Regions from separate parts of the Mus musculus genome. Here region 1 is linked to region 2. The links are chromatin contacts, called in public promoter capture Hi-C maps. All regions are on one chromosome and are shown on one strand. Each heading gives the region's core, a stretch centred on a gene start, on an enhancer-like site or on the middle of the called end of the contact. The rest is flanking DNA. Distances are from core to core; before and after follow the strand shown.

Evidence for each region. Capture Hi-C pulls out chosen DNA fragments and counts their contacts.
Region 1: a contact with region 2 is called in a promoter capture Hi-C map of adipose tissue. The contact joins the promoter of Arfgap2 here to the promoter of Spi1 in region 2. A contact is called at or near these places in 17 of 39 promoter capture datasets (the 3T3-L1 cell line, 3T3-L1-derived adipocytes, the C10 cell line and 11 more), 3 of 484 Hi-C or Micro-C datasets (cerebellum, embryonic stem cells and myocytes), 12 of 115 datasets of contacts at active chromatin or transcription factors (bone marrow-derived dendritic cells, bone marrow-derived macrophages, effector CD8 T cells and 5 more) and 5 of 9 other capture datasets (adipose tissue, embryonic stem cells, liver and 2 more).

The regions. Positions count from the first base shown.
Region 1 is chr2:91,261,875-91,267,617 of GRCm38.p6, forward strand. Arfgap2 (ADP-ribosylation factor GTPase activating protein 2) reads left to right here and starts at 3,241. Exons shown (of 16, transcript NM_023854.2): 1 at 3,241-3,530; 2 at 3,698-3,816; 3 at 4,352-4,424; 4 at 5,251-5,382; 5 at 5,462-5,542. The coding sequence starts at 3,459. It overlaps Pacsin3 (protein kinase C and casein kinase substrate in neurons 3), which reads left to right. Exons shown (of 11, transcript NM_001289678.1): 7 at 894-1,069; 8 at 1,185-1,305; 9 at 1,413-1,549; 10 at 1,891-2,012; 11 at 2,317-2,806. The coding sequence ends at 2,432.
Region 2 is chr2:91,093,550-91,099,375 of GRCm38.p6, forward strand. Spi1 (spleen focus forming virus (SFFV) proviral integration oncogene) reads left to right here and starts at 3,129. Exons shown (of 5, transcript NM_011355.2): 1 at 3,129-3,444. The coding sequence starts at 3,400.

The sequences.
Region 1 (5,743 bases), core at 1,991-4,490, 170 kb after region 2:
AGGCCAACAAAAGCTACTGTAATGAGACCCTGTCTCAACAAACAAACAAACAAACAAACAAACAAACAGGAGGAACTTGGGCCTGAGGAGATAGCTTGGTTGGTGAAGTGCTGGTTGTGAAGGTAAAAGCTAGGCAAGGCAGCTGGAGTGGTAAAGGGGAGTTGTCAGAATGGGTGTGTGTCAGGAATGGACAGGACAGGTGGATCCCTGGACCTGGATGGCCAGTTTGTCTAAGGGCTGTGAGCAACTGAGGAAGGCACCCCGTGTTGACATTCTGCCTCCAACACACACACACACACACACACACACACACACACACACACACACACAGAGAGAGAGAGAGAGAGAGAGAGAGAGAGAGAGAGAGAGAGAGAGAGAGAGAGAGAGAAACATGAGGAAATACAATGTTTTACCCAGGAAAGCAATGGGATTTTGAAGAATGGCATTTTTTACTTTTTATTTTTTTATTTTTATTTTATTTTTTTTTACCCAAGAGAGAAATAGCTGGGTTTCAGGAAGTTGGAGACTTAGTTACCTGGAATCGGTTCTCATATTGCATACTCTGTCGCCTGCCCGGAGTGTCCTTCTCTCTAGCATTTCATCCTTTCTGAGGGGTGGCAGTTCTATAACACCTCCTCCTCCAGGGAGCCTACTTGGATTTATCTCACCTTATCATCTAGATTGACCCTGTCTTGCACTTCATCCAGATTCTTCTAGGTGTTTGTTTGTGTACCACTTCCCTTATTAGGCTGCTTCTGTCAGTTCCTGAGGGTAGGAAGTGAGTTCCAGGTCTGACTGCTTCAGGTCTAGCCTATGGCTATGCTCAGAGAATGCTGGTGCGGGCCTGAGTGGAAGGCAGTCTGTCCTCACTGCCTCCCTTCTCTCTCACCCAGATGAAAACCCAGTATGAGCAGACCCTGGCCGAGCTAAATCGCTACACCCCACGCTACATGGAGGACATGGAGCAGGCTTTTGAGAGCTGCCAGGCTGCTGAGCGCCAGCGGCTTCTCTTCTTCAAGGATGTCTTGCTCACCCTGCATCAACACCTCGACCTCTCCAGTAGCGACAAGTATGACGGCGCGCTGGAGAGAGGCTCCCCTGACCTCCTCTGGGTTCTGGTGGGGCTGCATAATTTGACATTCTAGGGGCTCTTGGCCTTCCCTGTCTGACTGGGTGCCTCATAGGTTCCATGAACTCCATCGAGACCTGCAGCAGAGCATTGAGGCTGCCAGTGATGAAGAGGATCTGCGCTGGTGGCGGAGCACACACGGGCCTGGCATGGCCATGAACTGGCCACAGTTTGAGGCAGGTCTTAGAGGCTGGGTGGGCCTGGGTTGGGCTCAGTGTGGATCCCAAAAGGATGACAAGGTTTGCGATGAAGTCAGTGAAGGTGGGCCAAAATCTCTCCACAGGAATGGTCGTTAGACACACAGAGAGCCATCAGCCGCAAGGAGAAGGGTGGCCGGAGCCCAGATGAGGTTACTCTGACCAGCATTGTACCGACAAGAGATGGCACCGCACCCCCACCCCAGTCCCCATCGTCCCCGGGGTGAGAGCCGGGATCCTGAACAAAACCAAGACCGGGCTCTATGGCTTGCTTGTTACCACTTCTTCCTGCTTTCCTATCACATCAGTGCCCGACGGCCATCTTGGGAGAGTTAATTTCACCGAGGTTTAGATTTGCTCCATGGTCCGGTGTCTCTCGAAGTTTGGCTGTATAACAGTCCTGTGCACAGAGATAGACCTGTATCCACAGTAGTGAGTGGCAGCAGGATGGCTGTTCACTTGGCTCCTCCCTGCCCGCCGCCAAGCAGCCAAGCCCTTTGTCTTGAGTACTGGATACAGTGGGTCTTGTGCCCTGAGTTGTGCCCCTTGTGTTCCCCTCTCTAGTAGCGGGCAGGACGAGGACTGGTCAGATGAGGAGAGTCCCCGGAAAGTTGCCACTGGGGTGAGGGTACGGGCGCTTTATGACTATGCTGGCCAGGAGGCTGATGAGCTGAGCTTCCGAGCAGGTATGCTGGGCCCTTTCATGGTCCTTCCCACTTCAGCCCCCGTCCTACTTGCTAGAGCAGGGCTGTAGACGAAGAAAGCCAGGGACTCCATCCTCACAGGCTGCTCAGGGTCCAGCTGCAGCCTGACAGTTGCCTCCCTGGGGTCTAAGGTTGGGTGGCTTTTCCTGGCTGTGTCCTATCCTGGTCTGAGTTGGGTATCCTCCAGTTTGTCGGCCCTTGTGCTATTCCATCCCCCAGTCCATGACCTAGTTTTGAGACCAGTAAAGCCAGTGCTTTGGGCAATGACTGTTTTGTCTTTCTTCAGGGGAAGAGTTGCTGAAGATGAGCGAGGAGGATGAGCAGGGCTGGTGCCAGGGCCAGCTGCAGAGTGGCCGCATTGGTCTGTACCCTGCCAATTACGTAGAATGTGTGGGCGCCTGAGTGCCCTGACAGCCCTACCAAGGCGTCTCTCTGACCTGGGCCAGAGCTTAACCCTTCCTGGACTGCTGGACCTGAAGGCCCTGAACCATGTGCTGCTGCTGTCTCTCTTTTCCCACAGGAGGAAGTCTCAGGGCCCATGAAGGGCAGGGGTCTGTGTCTAGAGTTGGAGGTTGGAATGATGGAGGGTCGAGAGGTGCCCGAGCCTCCTCGGGAACATTTGGGTCATCCCAGAGTGGGAGGATCCAGCTCCTAAACTGTTTAGGAGTTCCTGGGGTGAGGTTGGGGAGAATGTAGTTTGAGGCTGGCAGCACCTTCTTTTGTGACTTGTAGTGTGCATTAAATTTGATTAAGAATAAAAACCCCATCAAGTGTTGTGAGCGTCTTTTGATAGCCTACTCTTGCTGGTGGGAGGCACGGGGTCGGCCCGTGGGCGTGCCATGTGTTATGGAACTGGGATTGGGCAGGCAGTTGCCTCCTGGTATCTGCCCCGGAATTTCAGGAGTGCAATCTGGACTGGAAGGGACTTGGTGATCAAGGTTGTTGTGTGCTGGCCTCTGCTCTAGGCCAGTTGCTGGATTGTGAGCTGAGCTGGAGCCCTGCCAATGCCTTCCGGATGGGGCTATGAGCACTTGGGAGATTGTTAATCATTACTCGTCCATCACAGAGTCTGTTACCATGGCTCTCTGCCTGACGCCTACAGCCAGTGGTCGAGCGGTACGTAGGGTACCCGGGTCCAGCAGGAACTCGTGAGGAAGTTTGGGCCAGTCCACGAGCCGTCGCCCGCTCGGGCTGCGGATTGGCCAGGCGCAGCGCGGCGTTCACTCTCAGGCCCGTGGTGGAGCTCCCGGCTGCTAACGTCATGTTTCAGCCCCGCCCGACGTTCATTGGCCCAGATCTGGTCGAATCACTCCACTCGTAGGCGGGTCGGGGCCCTGTCGTGACCGGCGCGGTGAGCCTGCCTTCGCCGCCGAGGATTGGCCCGCGCCGGGACCTGTCGGTCGCGGTTGTGTCTGGGAAGGAGAGAAAATGGCGGCGAGCCCGAGCAAGACCGAAATCCAGACTATTTTTAAGAGACTTCGCGCAATTCCCACCAACAAGGTGCTTGAGCGGGCGGGGTACGGGTCCTGACGCCGGCGGAGAAGACGTCTCTTGTCCCCTGGGGTCTGAGGGAGGGCGAGGACGGAGGTTGGAGGCTTTCTTGTGGTTTCTAGCGCCGGGCCTCGACTCTGGGCCCTAACCGTTCGCTTGTCGTCTTTTCCACTTAGGCCTGTTTCGATTGTGGCGCCAAGAGTCCTAGTTGGGCCAGCATCACTTACGGTGTATTTTTGTGTATTGACTGCTCCGGAGTGCATCGCTCCTTGGGTGTCCATCTCAGCTTTATCAGGTAGGTTCTGTGTGAGGGTGCTGTGCCTCCACGGGGGCTGTGTGCGTGGTCAGCGACGGGGAGAGGGCGCCTGGACTTGGACCTTCCTGAATTTGATGTTTGGATTTCTCCTGGCGGGAGTTCTGGTAGCCTACAGCGGGGGCTTGCGGGCGGAGGGCGGCGGGGGGTTCCACCTCTGTAGACTTCTCTCTTCACAGTTAACATGGTACTCAGCATCAGTTTGGGGGAGAGCTTAGATGCATTGACCTTGTTATTGCAGAAAGATTGGCCCAGTAGGTCTCCAGTGCGACTTTGACCAAACTTTAAGAAGAGCCAAACCCGTGCCTGCATTTCTCAGAAGTCGACCTCCTTTCGGATCTCCTTTTCAGAAATAATTAGTACCCTTTGGATTAGGCGAAGCGCAATGATTTCAAATACAGGGGAGAGAGGAGGAAATGGGACAGTGACTGATGGTTCCTGGACACCCACAGAAGCCTGAGGCCGAATGACAGGTTTAGTCTTGATAGGGAAGGTGACACTCAGCCCTTGTACACAGGTCCACAGAGTTGGATTCGAACTGGAGCTGGTTGCAGCTGAGGTGTATGCAGGTCGGCGGGAATGCCAATGCGGTAACGTTCCTTTACCTTCTTCCACCCCCATCCTTCTGCCTGGGTATTTAACTTTTCCTTGATTTCTCAAAGTGAGTTTGGTTTCTCTGTTCCGAGAGTTTGCAGCTCTGGAACATGCCACACACTTTTCTAAATTCAGAAAAATTTAAACAGCTTCTTTCAAAGAGGCTTAATGAAATACAAACTGGGGGGGGGGGCTTGGGGGACTTTTGGGATAGCATTTGAAATGTAAATGAAGAAAATACCTAATTAAAAGAAAAAAAAAAGGAAATACAAACTGAACTAGACAGGTGCTCTCTGGCAGTAGCAGTGTCTCCATAGTCATTGGGGTTTTGTGGGCTCCTGGAGGGAGGATAGCTGAACAGAGAAGTACATACATTCTTCAGTCCCCTAGACCTTGTTCCCTGCTCTTACGGGGAGGGGCTGGCATGGTGGTTTTTGGGTTTTTTGAGGAATTTTGGAGGAGGTCAATTAGTGAGTGAAGGTGTTTATTGAGGGAGGCTGGTAACCTGAGTTCATTCAGTTGAGGGAACCCACATAAGGTGGAAGGAGAGAACCAACTCCATGGACTTGGCCTTTGACCTCTGCACACATGCTGGGGTGCACATGGAATAAATACAAATAAAAGGTTTTGTTGTTCTGTCTTGTTTTGAGAAGAAATCTTGGAAGACGTTTACCTCTTTGAAAACCTGCTGATGTCAGTAGTGTGTCATCCTGAATAAATAATAGCCCAATTGTTTAGTAATGTGTCTCCTATAGTGTGAATACAGTTTTCTTTGGCGAGAGTATTTGCACATACATATTACTCCTTCTCTTTGCTCTCCAGACTGCTTTTTTCCGCCAACACGGATGTATGGCCAATGATGCTAACACCAAATATACGAGCCGAGCTGCCCAGATGTACCGAGAGAAGATCCGGCAGTTAGGGAGTGCAGCTCTGACTAGGCATGGTACTGATGTGAGTGCTGGTTCCTGGGCTAGGGTGCTGGGATAAGAGATAGTAACAGCCCTGAGTTTCAGTGTCTCCTCTCTTCCAGCTTTGGATAGACAGTATGAACAGTGCTCCAAGTCACTCTCCAGAGAAGAAAGACTCTGATTTCTTCACAGAACATACTCAGGTGAGTACCACAGGGATGTTTCCTCTGATAAATGCTTTACTTACCAAGGCTGTATATACCCTTTTGTGATCATGACATAAATTCTTGTGTTTAGGTACAATGTCTCAGAGAGTGTTTGTAGTTCAGAATTGGTAATTACTACCTGCTTCTTATGGGAGTGGAGTGGAATCCTCCTTAGAAATGGATCCTGGAGTAGAGAAT
Region 2 (5,826 bases), core at 1,879-4,378:
TTATGTGATCAAGGTTGTTTTATTTTTATTTTTTTTTCCTATATGTGCATCATGTGTGTGCCAAAAGAGGACATTGGTTCTCCTGGGACTGGTGTTACATACAGCTGTGAGCCACCATGTAGGTACTGGGAATGGAGCATAGGTCTTTTGCAAGGGCTACAAATCTGTCAACCACTCTGTCATCTTTCTGGGTACCCCTGGCTCTCTTTTATGGGCTGCCTCAGGCAGACATAGGACAAAAGAATGATTCTTTTCCTGGAGGCCTTTGAACCTTATGCTTTGGGAACACATCCTACCTGGTCTCCTGTCTGTGATCATCAGATAAATCTCTCACTCCCCGCTTAGAACAAACAGAAACTCCATTGATGATGCTGTATTTGGCCCAGGCTCCTGGGCTTAACAGTAAAGGTTTCCCATCATGCCTTTCTCCCAACCACAGCGATGGCAGCTCACTGCTCCAAGTTCTTCTCTAACTCTCTGCCTCCTCAGTCAGTCTGCATTGTGTGATAGCCTCTGCCCACTGTTCCCAGGATGTCCTTTCTGTGACTCTGATCAAATGACTTGGCCCCACACATACCCACTCCCCGTCTCTTGCATTCTCTCCACAAAGCCCACAATCTGTCTGCACATCTCCCCACGGGCCTGTTTGTGAGCCTTTAGGTCCAGCTCATAGAAATCGCTGAGTGAAATGTTTGTGGCTGGATGAACGCAGAAATGAGTACACATGCTCATAGAGAAAATAAGCTAGGGTCTGGGGATGAAAGCTGACAGAGAGGCTTTCCCACACTTAAGGCCCCGAGTTCAATCCCCAGCACCACATAAACTGAGCAATTGGATGTGGTGGCCACGTCTTTGAAGGTGGAGGCAGGAGGATCAAAAGACCAAAGTTATTCTCAGTTATTAAAAAAAAAGTTCAAGGATAGTCTGGGCTAGAGATCCTAAGAAAAACAAGGTGGGGTGAGTGAAGGGGGGAGGGGGGAAGAAGGAAAAGAAGGAGAGAGAGAGAGAGAGAGAGAGAGAGAGAGAGGAGGGAAAGAAGGATGGACACAAGTTGAGGAAGGAGTGAAGCGAGAAAGGAAGGAAAGAAGAGTTTAGGGTTTGGCAAGGGGCTCCCTCCAGCACCATCGAGGCAAAAATGAGAAGATAAATACAAATTTGAAGATAGCCTGGTCTATACAGCAAGCTCCAGGCTAGCCCAGGATACCATAAGCAAGATCTTACTAAAACAATCCAAAGCAATGGATTAATGAATGAAAATAACAGTTGGGGCCTGGTTCTCACATCCCAGACCATTCTCCCCCTATAATCCAGTTACCTGGAGCTCAGCCTATTTGGTGGAAACATGAAGAACTACAACTGCTGGCGTAGAGTGAGTTTGTGTCTTCCCTAACCTCAGAGAGGGGCCTGAGTCAGGTTCCTGGGAGCCCTGAGGACATGTGATCTGGACCCCCTGGGGAGTCCCAAGTGTGTCTGCAAGAAAAGAGAGGATGGAGGTGAAGGTGATGGTGGGACCCTTCCTTTTCTGCTGGCAGTAAGAAACTACCGGGGTATATGGAGGGATCAGGCTAGTTTTTACATAAAGCAAGAGGTTAAAGTATACACAGGAGGAAGCTAATTGACCAAGAAGTTCTCCTTAGACAGGGGACTGTGGCATACACTTTAAAGCCCAGCACTCGGGAGGCAAAGGCAGGTATAGAGCGAGTTCCGTGACAGTCAAGGCTACACAGAGAAACTGTCTCAAAAAGACAAAAACAAAACAAGTTCTTGCTCAACCGAGCAGTCTCCCTAGAGGTGTGTGTGTCCTTGGAGTCAGAAGTGGGGGACAGGTGTGTGTGGAGGAAAAGAACTATTGCTCTACTCTCTAGACTGGATGTCTGAAGGACAGGAAACCCTTCCACTTTCCCAGAACTCAGCATAGAGCTTGGTTAACATAGGGAAGATGCATGGATGGATGGATGGATGGATGGATGGATATGTAAATAGGTAGACTGATTAATAGTTAAGTGGATGGATGGGTGGATGGATGGTTGGATGGATGGATGGATGGATGGATGGATGGATGGATGGATGGAAAAGTGCATTGAGAATAGATAAGTAGATGAGTAGACTGGGAGATGGATGGATATAGGCAGACTAATGAATTAATGGATATATAGATTAAGTGAATAGATGGATGTGTGGGTGGAAGAATGTATGTGTAGACAAATGATGGATGGATGGACAGATGGATGGATGGATGGATGGATGGACAGGTGGCCAGATTGACAGAAGGTCATATAGTAGATAAAGAAATAAAAATACAAACTGTTAGCAGATGGATGGGCTGATGTACGGACAGACAAGTGGCTAAATGAGCACGTTGCTAACCGCGAGGGTAAGCAGACGAGCTGACTGGCAGCTCAGAAATGAGCAGTTGGTTGAACAGAGATGTGTAGACGGATGGGTGGTGTGATGGGCTGGAGAGATGAGCAGACAATCAGAAAGAGACAAGGATAGGAAAACAGAGGAAAGAAGAAACGTGCGAGGAAGGTTTATAAAGGAGGAAGTCTAGATCGTAACGTTCAAGGGTTGGAGAAACCGGGAGAACTGGGCTGGGAACAATGTCCTTAGGGATCTGACACCAGCTGTGGTACTTAGCTGGGAGGGGAGGGGATCAGAAGCCAATGTCCTTCCCAATTGGAAGGGAAGCCCACTTGAGAAGTCTGGAAAGGAGATAAAATGTGGGAGACCCAGTGTCTACTGTTGGCCCTAATTGGCTTAGGACGATCTAGCAGATATTGCAGGGCCTACAGGAAGAGCCAAGCCTGGCAGCCTTGGGACCAAAGTCCTCCACCTGACAAATTCACCCTCAAAATTAGGGATCCACGCTCTCGCTATTCTGACCCCCCGAAGAGGGGACTCTTGGCCACCAGAGGGGACTGAGAAGAAATCGGTATTATTAGGCTAAAAGAACAGTGGACTACTTCAGCAAGGCCTAGCGACCGGAGCAGCAGAAGCCTTCCATGGTAGTGCTAGCCTTTCTCCCTCCCAGCCCCAGTTTCCTCTGGGCAGGGGCCTGGCCCCCTGTCTTCCCAGGGCTGCCCTTTGAGAACCACCTGCCCCAGCCGGCCAGAGACTTCCTGTAGCGCAAGAGATTTATGCAAACGGGCTGGGGCGGTGATGTCACCCCAAGGGGACTATCTCCCAGTGGCAGGCCCTTCGATAAAATCAGGAACTTGTGCTGGCCCTGCAATGTCAAGGGAGGGGGCTCACCCAGGGCTCCTGTAGCTCAGGGGGCAGGCCTGAGCCCTGCGTCTGACCCACGACCGTCCAGTCCCCCGACGGGGCACCTGGTCCTGAGGGGGATCCGCCTTGATCCCCACCGAAGCAGGGGATCTGACCAACCTGGAGCTCAGCTGGATGTTACAGGCGTGCAAAATGGAAGGGTTTTCCCTCACCGCCCCTGTGAGTACTGGGGCTTCACTACCAGCCCAGCCTGGGGCTTTGGGATGTGTGACCATCTGCCCACTAACCCACCAGCCCACCCGATGCCCTCCGGCTCCCTATCAGTGGGAAGTTGGTGTTTCCTCCCCGGAGCTGCTGGTCTGAGACCCAGCGAGGGGCCATTGGCTTCCTTAGAGCATGCCCTGGCGGGCTGAGGGTTGCCGGCTGGCCCCATGGTGGGGCTGTGATCGGTGGGGCCTGAACAGCTATTTATAGATGGGTTCAGTGGCAGGCCGAACTCTAGGGCAGGGTTCTGGGTTGAAGATGGCGAGGGCGGCTCCTGAGAGGCCATGGATGAGGAGATCTGGAGACTGGCCTAGGAGTCTCTGGAGGCAACAGGAGAGGTTTCAACTCAAGACCTGTGGGCTCCTGAGGCAAAGGCTATTAGAACTCGAAGTCACCCGTGGGTCCCCAACATTCAGTTTGTGGCCTGGCTGTTGATCCAAGTGTTTGGGCTTTGGGCCTACATGGATCTGAGAGTCTTGGGCAGTGACCAAGACTGGCTTCTTAGGGCCAGGCCGGGCAAGAGAAGAACAGAGCAGAAACCCTGCAGTTAGATTGTGGCTAGAACTTAGCTCAATGAGAAATCGGGTGAAGAATGGACTGGGGCCAGAATGGGACGGAGATTGGGACTGGAGTGAGAAGATCTGGCTAGAGTTAAGGTGGGGCAGGGACAGGGACACTAGCAGGTGGGAGGATCCCACCTGTTCCTCCTGTTTTCAGTGACAGTCACAGCTTTGGGCGAATGGCAGCCCAGAATCCCTTAGAGAGGACCCTCTTGCTTTCTCCTACCCTTGGAGGTGTTGGGGCAGTGAGGAAAAGCTGAGCAGGGCCTGCCCACCTGACTCAGCGTTCCTGAACTAGAGACAGATCTCTTCTCTATCCCTTCCAGCCCTCCGTAGCACCTCAGGCCTGACATCGTAGTCAGTGTCCTGCAACAGGGGCAGGCCTAGTGTGCTGCCTGGAAACCCAGGGAAGAGGGCCAGCTTCTGGTCTCCTCACAGGATAGAAGACAGGCTCGCCAAATCTCACTGTTCTCTCCTTTACCCTGATCCCCTTCTCCTGCCTGGGACGGGAAAGGTGCTGGGGCAAGCACAGGTGATGGAGGGTGTCCCAGAAGTTCACTCTGCCTCAATTAAAGCCACTGTCCCTGACCCTTGACCTCTTCTTCCTGCTGATATGGACACAGGCCAGACCTCCAGTTCCCACACCAGCTCTTTAGCCCCTCTCTCCAGCCTCAGGAGCCTCTCTCCAGCCTCAACCAAGTATCTCTTGAGTGGACCGGCTCTCAAGGCAGCCCTGGCCCACCAAGCAAGGCCACTGTAACTATTGTGCAATCCTTGGGCACACTCTGTGGTTGTGGGGAGAAGCCCAGTGACTGACGGGAAGGCTCTGAGTGCATATCCCTGTGCCTAGCAAGTGAGAGATGGAGGAGATGAGGGAGGCAGAGGAGAAAGAAGATGGGGAAAGAAGGGAAGAAAGACAAAGGAAGGAGAGGAGGACAAAGAGGAGGGAAGAGAGAAATTAATGGTGGCAGGGAGTCTCCCATCAAAAGGACAGTGGAGGGAGGAGGCAAAAGGGACAGTTCCTTGATCCCCAAAATCTGCCTGGGTGACCTTCGTACAAACAAATAATCAACATGACAGTCATCATGTCGGACTGTGCCTTCTTGAGACTAGATGGACAGCGGCTAACAGGAGGGGAGGAGTCAGGGTCAGGCGGTAACAGAGGGCCCCAAGGTAGCACTGGAGAGTGGGACCTGGTTGGTTCTGAAAGGCATGTGAATGTACTGATGGCTGGGACTCGATGTGAGCCTGTGTGTGTCAATATATATGTGTGTGCCTGCAGGGGGTGAGAGAACAGTGGGTGTCTGTGAGTGTGAGCAGATGTATAGGCCTGTGTGAGACGGGGGGGGGGGGGGCTCACGAGAGGGTGAGGATGCCTGTGTGTGAGACCGAGACAGGAACCCAAGAGTGAGTGTGTGGACATGTGAGAGTGAGTCTCCACGGCTTTGGGTATAAGTGTGTCACAGGGAGTGTTTGTACGTGTGGGGGAAGATGAGTTGGTGGGAACGGGAGAGGGCAACAGGCCCCCATGGTCATAGGTGTGTGTGGAACGGTGCAGTGGATAATAAGAGAAGTGAGGAAGGGGCTGTATGCACCCTCTCTTTAGCCCTGGATCTGCTGACCTCTGACCTCTCTACCTCATTGTTAGCACGCTGTCCTGAACTTCCCGCACCGCCTTACCCACTGTGTCCCTGAATGCTCTGGATTCGAAGCAAAGGCTGGGCAGCTCCCAGGTGCCCCAGTCAGGGAAGGTCACAGGCCTCAAACTTAGCTTTAA